Linked DNA regions of Zea mays: region 1 is linked to region 2. A link is a contact called in public Hi-C data. All regions are on one chromosome and are shown on one strand. Each heading gives the region's core, a stretch centred on a gene start, on an enhancer-like site or on the middle of the called end of the contact. The rest is flanking DNA. Distances are from core to core; before and after follow the strand shown.

Region 1 (6,742 bases), core at 4,175-6,674, 140 kb after region 2:
TGGAAAATCTTGTTTTCCTATGTCTCTCGTTCGCTAGAAGATGAAGCTCTCGCATTTGACCTTTGATTCCACTTGATCTCTTCTTCTCTCAATATATTTGCCAAAGAAGCACTAAGACCTGTTTTTAAATCGATTTCATATGGTGATAAATGTGTATTCTCTGCACATTTATCCAAGACATCTAGTTTTTCAAGTATTCTACTTTTCTTTTTCTTGTTGTGACCCCAACATTTTGCGCCCATCCTCTCAAATGCGGGCGAAGTCACATATGTTGCATTTTTATACTGTGAGTACAATTTAGTACTTGAACGTGTGCTCACTATAAGCCAAATAAATACAATTTGGTTTGAACTATATGGGACATCTGTAGTTGCGAACATATTAAATATGAGAACATATCTAATTAATGCACATATTAATTTATCATCATCAATCTCAGATCTAACGTCTCTAGTTCCTATGTGTACTAAAATCATATGTGCACCAAACTCTCATGTGCACCATGTGCATGCAAAAGTTTGGATAGATAAATACACGATTGGATCTTTTGTGCTGAATATATTGACTGCACAGTCTGAAACACGCGCAGTTTGGCGGCGTGCTCAACTAGCACATAGTCACAAACGAGCAGACCACATAGATACTGCCTTTTACCTTGAAATGCATGTGTTGACGTCTTTTCGGAGCGCCAAATACTCAAAAAGAACCGGCGGCGGTGCTCTCTGGTCAGGCGCGGACGGTCCGCGACCTGGGGCCGGACGGACCGCGACCTAGCGCAGGGGCTAGGGTTTCCTGCCTGACGGCCGGACGGTCCGCGCCCTGGGGTCGGACGGTCCGCGTGTGCGCAGGGGCGGCGGAAGTCGCCGGCGGCGACCTGGATCTCGCTCCCGAGAGGGACCCCGTCGGGGAGGAGAGATCCTAGGGGTTGTCTAGGCTCGGGCCGGCCGACCTAGACTCCTCTAATCGGCGTAGAGTCGAAGAGAGGCGAAGAATTTGGGGATCAAGAGGCTAAACCTAAACTAGACTAGAACTACTCCTAGGATAAAATACGAAATAGAAGTTGTATTGATTCGATTGATGATTACAAATCGGCCGTATACCTCTCTATTTATAGAGGAGGGGGGCTGGACCCTTTACAAACTAATTTCCGAGCTTTTCCCGTGATTTTAGCTAACAACCGTAACACAAAACTCGGAACTCTAATCTGCTCTGCGCACGCGCGGACCGTCCGGCCCCAGACGCAGACTGTCCTGACCGCGGACCGTCCGACCTCAGGGCCGGACCGTCCACAAGGCTCAATTTGGTTCCAAACAGCATGCACTGTCCCTACTCCCTACAATGCTAGAGCATATTAGTGAGAACTACCTAAATGTAACTTTGTAGGTTAAAAATGTAACTATGCTTATAATAAGCGTCCAACTGAATACGATATATGACACATGTTTTCGTTTGTTCTGCAAATATATACTAAAGCTATCTCTAGGATAATCTACATAACATTAATATATATAGCAAAATAATATTTTACACGGCTATATTCACGATCACTTGGTCAATTGGCCGTAGTAACAGAACCAGAACCATGCCACTGGTTTTCTGTCGTCCCACGGAGACTTCATGCTGAGACATCAACCGTAGATTTGCTGCTAGCTGATCTTGCCTAGAATATTTTGTTGGATCAGTTGGACGTGTGGTCGGATTCCAAGGAAGTATGCTGGCCTCCTGGCGGCGCCGGCACAGATCCGGTCACGGCACGACACCACACATCATCTAGCCCCGTCAATGGATCATGTCACGTCAGTCTATTAGGCCATCACGTCAGCCTAAATAACGTCACGCCGCATCCTACTCCGGTTACGGGCCAGCCTATGGCACGAGAGAAACAAATCCTCACACACGAAGACATATTTACTCCCTCCGTGCTAGCATATATATTCCCTCCATTCTAAATATATAACAGTCCCATGATCACTTGACTTTAATTCGTACCGCCTCCTACTGTTTTTATAGTATTTTTATCCTATATATAGATTGCAGCCTACAGCAGTTCAAACAGCGACATAATCATTTCATAATCATTTCTATTTAAAGACAAACATATATTTAATTCTTTTTATCAACACTAGTACTATCATATTGATGTACGCATGTCTAGAGAGCACGTCTTATATTATATATAGGACTAGAATTAAAAGTGGTTACAACTTACTACTAGAACTTAGACAATAAGAGCATCTCTAACAAGACCGGACCATGTTCTCCAGCGTCCGTGTCTACCAAGGTGAATCGTCTGAACCAGTTAGAGATGGCAATGGGTCGGGCTCAGGTCAGGTGAAGCAAAAAACCGCCCAAGATCGCGTGCGAAGTCTAACTAAACTAACCTACGATCATACCTACGGGTGCAATTCCAAACCTGCACCCGTCGGGTTTCGGGTCATCCGCGGGTTTTTACACCGTGTGCATTTTTAAACAATAATCTAACTATAAGCAATTAAGTACCAACAATATTTAAATTATATCCACATATTTTAAGCCTTCTCATATTAAGCACCAACAAAACATTTCATAAATCATTAGCTAAGTTATTTATTCAAAATAATTACCATCGAATCTTAATCATTTTTTACAAAATAAAGAATAAATTAAATTTCAAGTCGGATACAGGTCACCCGCGAATTGAAATAGAAACCTGCGCCTACACCCGTGAAACTTTGGATCGACTACGGATTGCACCCGCGGGTCAAAATCTTCATCTGTGCCCGCACCCGTCGGGTCAGGTATCCATCGGGTTTTGGTTTACGAATTAAATTATCATCCCTAGAACCAGTATTGGGCCGAGTGATCCATCACCGGTGTGTAATAAATACTGTATGCATGACATGAGAATAGAACAACCACTCTCTATATCTTCTTCCTTCCTTGCGCGTCGTTCCTGGCAGCGGGCTGACCGGCTGATGCTCGCGAGCCCTGGCGCATGGTCTCGTGCTCAGACTGGGTCTCCTAGCGAACGTAGTGGTCGCCGCGTTGCTCGATATGTACGCCAAGTGCGGCCAATTGGTTGACAAATGGCATGTTTATTTCTGAGGAACTTTTCTAAGAATCTGATTGTTGAAAAATCTGGTTGTGAAGAGAATCTAAGAATCATGGAGAGTATATATGTAGGAAGATAAAAGAATTCAGACGGTCTAGAATGTAGAAAGTGACGATTTTCTAATATCTCAATGGTTCTGTGTTTAAGTTTATTTTAGATTATTTTGACTAAAATAATTCTCATAGACACGAGGTGAAAAGCTAGGTATTTAATAGTCTGCAGCAAATTCTAGTGACCAGAAACTAAAAAACTGAAACGTTGGGCCGGTGTTTGGACAGAGCGAGGCAGGACGGAGTGCTCCTGTTTTGTCCATGAACGAATGGTGTTAACTATTGTTAGCAATTAGATGAATGAATGGTGTTACCAGAATCTGATTACTAGAATTTTAGAAATTAGTTTATGAAGTACAGTCTGCATACATCTAGTGTATAGTTGAGTCTGCATACACGGTTCTCCAATCATATATGTATGTTTTATTTTGTTAAATTTGTCAAGTATGCAACATATATGTATATGCATAGTACATATGCACAATAAATTAACCATCCTTTATACAAAAAATATCAAGCATTAATTAAGATACAAGGCTTTAGATACACTCTTTATATTAAACTGTCTTACGTGTATTTTATACTTGGAGATCTATCTCGCGGTATCTACATTGTACATGCATGTCCTCATGCATGAATATATAAAAGAGACATAAAAAAATAACGTGTTGTGAGGGTTTAAAATTAAAACTATGGTGGTCTAGCTTAGAAGTCTACACTTTTAAGCTTATATTGATTTATAAAGCAATCATTACATAAACAATGGATAAACCATACGTACAAATTAAAAAAATATTCATGTTGTAGATTAAATCTAGAGTAAAATACATTGTTGTCGGTCCCTAAATTTATAGTGTTGTATCATCTTGATCTCTAAACTCCCAAAATATACATCTAGATCTTATCAACTTGTAAAATTCTATCTTTCAAAGTGCTTATTTTGGTCCTTATACTTGTATGATTGTGTCATATGAGTTGTTAAACTTGTTTTCAGTGTCATCGAAATCCAAACTTTTTGGACCTGTGATGACACCAAAAACAAGTTTATAAACCCAGATAACACAGTCATAGAAGTATATGAACCAAAATGTGCATGTTGAGGGTTTAGGGTTTGGGATGATACAAAACTTCACAAGTTTATAGATCTGAATATGTACTTTAAGACTTTAGAGACCGGAATGATACAACACTACAAGTTTGGAGATTGATAGTGTATTTTACTTATTAAATCTATCTTGAATGAACTCGTCCAGTCTGATCACAGATAAATTCATAATATTATTGAAGTCGACGATAAAAAATATTATTAAAAAATTAAACAATGAACTCTAATAATTTATACAAGTGTTTACTATGATATAGTTCATATATATATATATGTGCGTGCATGCGTGTGGGTTTGGGTGTGGATGTGCGTGTGTAGGGTAGCGTTGTTCATCGTTCTATCAAGATTTTAATACTGAAGATTTTTCAGTCATTTTACGGTAATAACCGAAGATCGTTTCCTAAAATGATAGAACGCTCTTTATTAATTATATCTTGGTGAACCTTTATAATATAGAGAGACAGTAAATTCTTTAGAAAGTTAAACGGGTCGTGTCGAGTTCAACGCCATAGCATATCTTCGATCCAAGGGTAACGTCTATCTATAGAATAAAGGATCAGGAATTCAGAAGGTGGCTGCGGGCGTGGTCGCTGGTCGGCGTCAAAAGGTGCCTTTTTTTCCGTGGCACTTTTTGACGTGTCGTTGTTGATTTCATTTCATACCTCGTTTCGGTTCCCCGGATATTAATCACAAAGGTGACAATAATAGATCATTTTTTTATGGCCACCAGACAACAGTGGATGCCGAGACCACGTACTACACATAAATACAAAGTTTTTTTCTCGTTCTTATGTCTAAAGCATGTGTAAACTTACCCGTTCTTAAATATTTGTCGCACCCTAGTTCATTTTTTAAACTAAAACACGAAAAATAAAAAATAGTGAATGGATTATAACCTATTTTTATCTGTCTAATCTCATCTCTCTTCCACGTCAGCATGCATCTCATTTGGTATTTGCAGGCTCATATAAGAACGTAGGCGTATTATATCATATATATGATTTTGAACTTGTGCTGAGTATATATGTCGATGAACCGCCAATCAATTTCGTAAAAGATTAATATGGATAGGCCTAAGATTTCTTTTCTTTTTAAATAAAAGGCTTTACAGGTGTGCGGGGGGAGAATTGTGCGGCGTATCAGCTCGAAAGGAGCATGGAGGTGCTATTCTAGGCCCACCAAAGCCAATTGGGTCAGTTCGCGTTGTTGGATCGTAGCGGAGCACAAGCACAGCCTACAACAATTCAGGCGAGGGCAGGTTTGAAAATTGAATTGTCGCCTTCAAAGTGGTTCTTACCTCTTGTACAAATAGTGCTCTCATTAGATTTTTTTTTATATAGCTTTTTGTAAATTTTATCAAATATGGAAAAATATGAAACCTTAAATATCGAATTGTTGTTTGTGGTAAGATGGCATCATAGTCCATGTAAGAACGACCGCAACCGAGAGTGAACCTTAGACCTGTGGTTTGGTGTGAGACAGACGAAAGGATTTTTTTTTCATGTCCGATTGTCCGAGTAAAGAATCAAAAAATCCTTCTCTTTGTGCGGTGCAACTATTCGTGGATCCATAATCCATTGCCGTGCAGAGGACTGAACTTACAACCTTACTGTGAGGTGAACTCATGGTGTTGCAGGCCAAACGAGAAGAGTTGCATGCAGATTGAAGTTTGCGTTTGTCGAAAATCAATTGCAGAAAATTGTGCTACCTGGGGTTCTGTTCGTTGGCTGTTTTTTTCTTCTAATTGTACACGTAAAGTGTTGTAGGGTTGAGATTACGAACAAGAGGACATGAATAACTCTTCTAATTATAATCACATTGGTCAATCAAAACAAATATAAAATTAAACTAATTGGTCTAGCAAAACTACCAGTCTCTGTCTAAGTTAGGCAACTAAAATGCATAGCTAGAGAGACCTCACATACATAATTTTAGTTAGTAAGGTCACACAAACCTAGAGTGAGACCTCGAATGGTGCCACTATTCACACTCATAGAAGACGTCGGACCATACTATTCACAATGAGTCAAACCCTTGATATAGAGTCTGACGATCACATAGAAAAGGTTCTAGAGTGAGAAACAGGGCATCAGACTAGTCCAACGGTAGATGTCACACAATACAAGCATACCCGATGGTCAGTAATGTCTAGTGATGACATATTACTGACACAATAGCCGTTCAATAGCCGTTGAGATGTGTTGGACCCTTACATATTGGTCTAATGATACACAATGAGGCATGCTGTGTTTTTAATAGCTAGTCTACGCCTTGGGGCTATAAATAAGACTCAAGTCAACCATTTGAGGAATGTGGGATCCGAGGAACATTGCAAGTGAGTTGACACTTATTTCTAGTAGCTCTAGACACTTAAGTACCTAAAGATCACTCGGTGATTAGCGTAGGTGCTTAGGTTAGTTAGACCACTTTATATAGTGTTTGCTCTAGGTTTAGGCCTGACATTAGAAATGAGGCTAGACACTTTTTACCCCTTGG
Region 2 (7,471 bases), core at 2,445-4,944:
ACCAAAACGTCTTATAATTTAAAACGGAGGTACACATTGAGGTGAAGATACTGAAACAATAGGAAAATAACCCAGTCATTTTTAGTTTCCAGACTCCAGCACACCTCAGCTAAGTATGAACCACCCTCCAATTTGATTTGTTTTGTTCCCTCAAAATGTTTTTGGGATGTTGGTATAATTTGCCACTGTAATCTTTCCCTAGTCCAACACAAGACCAACACTGCTAAAGAGCATCTGGAAAAAGATGATATGCTGATTCTTCTTTCCCACAAAGTTTACAGAGTGTAGGGCCATCCCACTTCATGATCCTCAACTGATCTGCAATCTGTTATGCGATAATATCCACAGGGAAATCTAGAATTTTAGGGGAACTTTGGTTGCCCGCAATTTTTGCATTCTAAGCTCTATCATCTGCCAAAGGTAATACATCTGTAGAGTGATCTGGTAGTGAACTTCCTGACGATTGCAATATCCACAATACTGTCCTGTGTCCCTTGATTAAGTTACCATCTAATCTCTATTCTCTATCAGATCAAGTCATTCACCTCTTTCTGTTGGTCCAAAATTTCTTCTAAAGCTTAGATTGCAGTTGTTTCTCCTTGCCTCAGCTATAGTTATCTGTTGGTTATTATAAATGCGATAGATGTTTGGGTATGCAGTTTTCAAAGGGCTGTCCATGATCTATGGTCGCTTCCCTGACAGTATTTCTTGCGTCTCAGCCCTTGGTGCTGTCATTTCCGACACTGGCCACATCCCCTGCCCTCCATCTTCCATCCTCAACTCTTGCATCCATGGTGCAGCGTCACTTGCATCTCAGCTTTGGTGCTGCTGCCATCAGTTAAATTCTCAACCATTGATGTTCAAAGCTCCTCACTTAACTAAATCACGGGGCATGACACTGAGATAGAATAGGAGGATTCTTTATTATTCTAATTATACTAGGAGAAGTAATATTCATTTGTCAGACCACCGCAGGTTCAGGTGAATCCTATTTGGTTGATGACCTAGGCTAGGCTTCTAGATTGAGTTTAATTTGTATGTTTGTTAACTATTACAGGAAGATACTGGCAAAAGGTCGCTGATGAAAGAAGAAAGAAGCCAGCTAGAATAACCCTTGCTGATAAAAATGCACCAAATGAAGAAGTTTGGAAGCAGGCAAGATTGACATCATAAATCATAGCAATTTTTTTTTGCATGTTTTGTGGTTTGACTTTTTAGGCTACTTTAACAGTAGAGATAGAACTGATAAATCATTGTTTCCAGATCGAGGATATGTGTGGGTCCACAAAGGCAGCTGCTGTCCCTGTGGTTCCTGACTCAGAAGGTGTCCTATGTACTTAATAATTATTTTTCATTCCCTTGTCTCATTCTTTGTTTTTACTTCATGTGAACATTAATGATGAACTGGCGATTCTTCATACATTTGTGGGCTGCAGTTTGGATTTGTGACATACAACATCACACCTTAGCTTGAACTTCCAAATTACAGCTATGAACTTATTATGGGCTTGAAGAGTCCTTGAGTGGTAAAAAATTTGAAGAGTGTACTTTAACAAGAACTCTTTTGGTGTACTGCAGTAGGGCCTTGGATTTTGTATATAACTAAAGATGATTTTTTTAGATTTTACAAGAACAACACTATTGTTAGCTCATTTTCTTGCATCATTAAGTTTGATCATGTAGCTTTTGCTCTGTTTTCTTGATTTGCCAGGCACGGATTCAAATCCATTTTCTCTTGAGGCTCTTGCCGTTTTCATGTTTCGCGTCCTCCAGCGGGTCAATCATCCTGTTAGTAGTCTATATTTACTCATGCAAATTTGTTAGTCATTTTTATGCATTGTGATATGGCTGATATTATATTAACTTGTCATTTAAAAGGGAAATCTGGACAAGGCCTCACCTAATGCAGGCTATGTTTTGCTAATGTTTTACCACTTGTATGATGGCAAGGTATGTATATATCATGGAAAATTGCTTTTAGCTACTGAAATATGCCAAATCATCAACGGTGTCAATTTCAGAGTCGAAGAGAATTTGAAAATGAACTTTATGAACGTTTTGGCTCCCTTGTTAAGATGCCTCTCCTGAAGCCAGATAGGTAGGATTTTTTTGCATTGTTTTGTTCTGTTTTTTTAATTCAACGATGAGCTGTGCTTATGCAGTTACAGGAAAAAATTATGGTTATTTTCCAAGAAAATGACCCCCTTCAGTATTGTGCAAGAAAAATAAAATCACGCTGATGTTACTAGTACTGTTTGCTCCTGATTTCAGAGCGCCATTGCCTGATGCGGTGAAAGCCATCTTAGATGAGGGGATTAGCTTGTTCAAGATGCATCGGAGCAGGCATGGAAGGTATGAAACTGAAATGCATATTAATATTAAAACCCCCTTTTTAGCACGTTGTGAACAGTAAACAACACTCTGGTTGTATAGGGTCGAATGCCTTTGTTCAATAGCAGATTAACATTCCTCAAAAACAAGCAGACTAGCAGTATAACCCTTATTTTATACATAGTATTACTTCATATTTATGTCGTCGAGGGAATACTTTTGTCCAATCTTCAATCACACTTGTATAGAGAAGAATGTTCTCCAAATCCCCTTTTCTGTAGAAACAGTTAACCACACTTGTAGCAGTATTACTTCATCTGATGATGTTGACATAACTAGTGGTTTTCACATGTCTATATACATTGCCTGATGTTTTGCAAAACGATGTCAAATCAGAGCAGAGCCATCAAAAGGTTCATACGCTAAAGAATGGGCACAATGGGAACAAAGGTTGCGTGCGACCTTGTTTGGGAATGCTGATCATCTTAACTCAATTCAGGTAACCATATTTCATTTATTATTCGAGATTATAATGGTTGCTGAATGTTTATACACATTTTAACATGTGGGTCTACTACAAATCTACGATAACTAAGTAGTTTGCTGTAGTAATTTCTTTTACACTTTATATATGAGGACTCCAATAAGAACTTGGAGGTTGCTAGATTATGCCATACAAGTCCTCCATCCACCTCTCTTGCGTGTTAGAGAAAAAAAAGTCCGTCCACCAATGTTATGAATTAAATAACATTAAAAGAATTGTTTGCTTAGGCCAAGATAAGTTACTGGTAGATCAGTAGTCTAAATTGGCTCAACCTTATGTGGGAAAGGGAGCACCATACTAATGTTAATATGGTGTAGCAGTAGCATTTTCATTTTCATGTGATGTGCTTAATCAGGTCTTTCATTGGTCTACTATGCACTGATCTTAATCCTGTACACTTACACCACAAGGGTCTGTTATAATGGTGCAACTTAAGCACCCAGAAATCATGATGCAGTTCTGATGGTATCTATACTTTTTTTTCTAGGTTCCTTTTGACTATGCTGTGAAAGCAGTACTGGAACAGTTAAAAGCTGTTGCAAAGGGTGATCTCAAAACACCTGATACTGGGAAGCGGAAGTTTGGAAATATCATGTTTGCTGCTGTTCGATTAACCCCGCCTGATATATTGGGCCTTCTCCGTAAGGTAAGAAGTGTATATGCTCAGCTGCGCTGAGAAAACATTGTTCTGTATGTTGCTGTGAAGGACTCATGGTAGGTTGTCATTGCAGTGACGATGTTGCAATCTGACACTTGTCCTATGCTGCGTTACTATAACAGGTGGCAGAGAAGGACACGGCTGTCGACAGTTTTGTGAACAAGATAAGACTGGAGGACAACCTAACGAAGGTTCACGTCACCCTTGCCCACAAACGAGGCCATGGTGTGTCTGCTGTCGCAAGCTATGGCATCTACCAGCACCAGGAAGTCCCCGTGTCATTCAACGCATTGTACTACACTGACAAGATGGCCGCTCTCGAGGCACAGCTGGGAGCAGTAAACGATGAGCCGATCAATTCCAGGAACGAGTGGCCACATGCCACTCTGTGGACGGCTCCAGGCGTCACTCCAAAGGAGGCAAACATGCTGCCGCAGCTGGCTTCAGAAGGAAAAGCAGAACGGGTGCCGATTGACCCTCCCATCACCATATCGGGGGTGGTGGACTTCTACTGATTTGTCTCCTCGGTTTTAGGATACGGATGTGCAGAGGTGAAGGTGGAATAAAGAATAATTTGCTGCTGCGGGCCTTACGTTATTAGCTGATTGTGGACAAGACAATCGTCGAGTCTTACACCACATAAATTTTTGATACTATAGGACTGACCTGGACTGCTGCATTTCTACTTCCATGTTTTCCAATAAGTGCAAGATACCATCGATTTTTTAAGCCAGCACTTAGCACTAGAGGAGATAATTATCTGTATAGCAAGCACATCATTCTACTTTCTAGTGTATTTTTGAATTTCCAGAGGCCGTTTGACAGGACAGTTGACCAGAAATAAAGTTCGTGTTGGTGGTATGTTACCTTTATTTTGTGTACTTATTACAAAGTTGCAACACCGAATGCTTCGTTGACTGGCTAACATAATGCTGGTGAGTGGAAAACAGAATCAATTTTGAATAATGAAGCTGAAGGATTAGGACAGTGCTGAACACGTATCCGCGGTACACTTTTTCGTGGCTCTGCTGCTCCCACCCATTTTTCAACATGACTTCCTCTCCGGCTGACGGCTGGCTTCACTGGTTGGCTTGCTGCCCCGTCTCTAATCAACGGGATTGGAAATATATAGGGTGTTTGGTTTAAGGAATAATCTAGTCCACCATCTTATTTCTCACTTTTTTGTTTATTTGCGGAATAGATTGAGTTGATCCATCACCACCTCATTTTTCATATTTAGTTAGTTAATACTAATATAAGAAATGAGGGTTATCCCACTAAATTTGAGAAAAATTTGAGAAATAGGCTCATGATGCGTCATCTTATCTTGGATTGAGTGATTCTTAAAACCAAACATCTAATAATATCGCATGCTAGACATCCTTTTTTGTCTTTAGTATATTTTCTAATAACGTCTGAAACCATCCCAAGTCGTGTGGGTGATTGTCTAATCCTATATAACTTACCAAAGTATGTCACCAAACTCGATAGATCCCTACTTTTAGGCCTTGTTTGAATACACTCAAGTTAATAATTAACTATTCAAATTAGTTAGAAACATTTAAACAACCTCAATAATAATTCAACTATTAGCCTTTTGTAGATGAAACACCATAGCTAATAGTCCGATTAACTACTGAAAGGGAAATAGGCTTACACCTTTTCCTAATTGATTTTGGTGGTTCAATTGTCCAACACAAATAATTGGACTAACTAGTTTGCTTTAGATTATATGTTCTACAGGTGCCAAAGGTTCATCTACCACTATACTAAATCGGCTATCCGGAATACCGTAGATTATTTCGGACAGGAGAAGCTTTTTGGAAAATCAGGCCAAGCGCGGACCGTCCGGGCCTTTGCGGCGGACCGTCCGTGACACCTAAATAACCCTCGGGCAGAACCAATGCAAAAACATGTGTCTCTACTGCGGACCGTCCGATGGAAGAGGAAGCACCGTCCGAGACCACGCGCGGACCGTCCGGGCTCAGGCGCGGACCGTCCGGTAGGTGAGGAACAGAAAAACCCGAAGGTGACGGGTTCGGCCAAATGAATTATAGCGTCCTCGCGGACCGTCCGGGGTGCACGACCGGACCGTCCGCGACTGGCTTTATTTGATATCTGACGACGCATTAAATGCAATATAGTCGTTGATATAGCCGTTACTGCTGACCGTTGCGTTTTCAGCCGTTGATCTGCAGGGGCGGACCGTCCGGACCAGGCGGGCGGACCGTCCGCGGTCGGTAGAAAGGAGCAACGGCTAGGAAGTGGTTGGTGGCTATAAATACAACCCCAACCACCTCCATTCACTTCAACCAAGCATTCCAATCCTCAACATTCAATACAAGAGCTAGCAATCCATTCCAAGACACAATCAAAGTCTCCAATCTCTCCAAGTTCCACAATTGAGACAAGTGATCATTAGTGATTAGTGACTTGAGAGAGAGAGTGTTCCGTGTGTTATTTGTCGCTCTTGCCGCTTGGCTTTTGCAATCGTGCTTTCTTCCTTCCCATTTTTATTCTCAAGGCACTTGTAATCAAAACAAGAGACACTAAGTTTGTAGTGGTCCTTGTGGGGTCTAAGTGACCCATTTGATTAAGGAGAAAGCTCACTCGGTCTAAGTGACCGTTTGAGAGAGGGAAAGGGTTGAAAGAGACCCGGTCTTTGTGACCACCTCAACAGGGAGTAGGTTTGCAAGAACCGAATCTCGGTAAAACAAATCATTGCGTCTCACTCTTTATTTGCTTGAGATTTGTTTTCACCCTCTCTCGTGGACTCGTTTATATTTCTAACGCTAACCCGGCTTGTAGTTGTGCTTAAGTTTATAAATTTCAGATTCGCCCTATTCACCCCCCTCTAGGCGACTTTCAATTGGTATCAAAGCCCGGTGCTTCATTAGAGCCTAACCGCTCGAAGTGATGTCGGGAGCATCCGCCAAGAGGGAATTCGGGACCGGTGAGAAGCCCGCTACAAGCCATGGGAAGGCTCCATCCGGGGAGTCCGCCAACAAGGTGAAGGGATCCCCTTCACACCACAAGTTGGGGCGGAGCGGTGACAAGAAGAAAAAGATGAGGAAGGTGGTCTACTACGAGACCGACTCTTCGTCGCCATCCACCTCCGGCTCCGACACGCCGTCCGTAACTTCTAAGCGCCATGAGCGCAAAAAGTTTAGTAAGATTCCCCTACGCTATCCTCGTATTTCCAAACGTACTCCATTACTTTCCGTCCCATTAGGCAAACCACCCATGTTTGATGGTGAAGATTATAATATGTGGAGTGATAAAATGAGGCATCATCTAACCTCACTCCACACTAGCATTTGGGATGTTGTTGAAATTGGAGTACAGGTACCATCACCGGGGGAGGAAGATTATGATTCGGACGAGGTTGTCCAAATCCAGCACTTTAACTCTCAAGCCACCACTATACTCCTCGCCTCTCTAAGTCGAGAGGAGTATAACAAGGTGCAAGGGTTAAAGAGCGCCAAAGAGATTTGGGATATACTCAAGACCGCACACGAAGGAGATGAGGTGACCAAAATCACCAAGCGGGATACGATCGAGGGGGAGCTCAGTCGGTTCTGACTCAACCAAGGCGAGGACCCTCAAGCCATGTACAACCGCTTGAAGACCTTGGTGAACCAAGTGCGCAACCTCGGGAGCACCAAATGGGATGACCATGAGATGGTCAAGGTTATTCTAAGATCCCTCGTTTTCCTTAACCCTACGCAAGTTCAGTTAATTCGAGGAAATCCTAGATACACACTAATGTCTCCCGAGGAGGTAATAGGTAATTTTGTGAGCTTTGAGTTAATGATCAAAGGCTCAAAGAAAATCATCGAGCTAGATGGTCCCTCCACGTCCGAAGCACAACCGGTCGCATTCAAGGCGACGGAGGAGAAGAAAGAGGAGTCTACATCAAGTAGACAACCCATCGACGC

Evidence for each region. Hi-C and Micro-C count contacts between places; a contact is called where the count stands out from the background.
Region 1: a contact with region 2 is called in a Hi-C map of ear, with 2.7 times the contacts expected there. The contact joins two enhancer-like sites. A contact is called at or near these places in 11 of 25 Hi-C or Micro-C datasets (bundle sheath, ear, endosperm and 2 more).

The regions. Positions count from the first base shown.
Region 1 is chr7:15,435,222-15,441,963 of Zm-B73-REFERENCE-NAM-5.0, forward strand. No RefSeq gene overlaps it. Among protein-coding and RNA genes, the nearest start is that of LOC103632085, 24 kb to the right of the region's middle. Within about 2 kb of position 5,425, at least 15 of the 20 cell types and tissues checked have an H3K27ac peak or open chromatin away from gene starts, as enhancers often do. A contact at or near this core is called in ear and leaf, where this site is marked.
Region 2 is chr7:15,300,562-15,308,032 of Zm-B73-REFERENCE-NAM-5.0, forward strand. It overlaps LOC103632082 (tRNA ligase 1), which reads left to right. Exons shown (of 27, transcript XM_008653934.3): 19 at 1,058-1,155; 20 at 1,264-1,324; 21 at 1,712-1,788; 22 at 1,879-1,950; 23 at 2,022-2,098; 24 at 2,272-2,352; 25 at 2,728-2,830; 26 at 3,363-3,521; 27 at 3,656-4,405. The coding sequence ends at 4,048. Among protein-coding and RNA genes, the nearest start is that of LOC103632083, 23 kb to the left of the region's middle. Within about 2 kb of position 3,695, at least 14 of the 20 cell types and tissues checked have an H3K27ac peak or open chromatin away from gene starts, as enhancers often do. A contact at or near this core is called in ear and leaf, where this site is marked.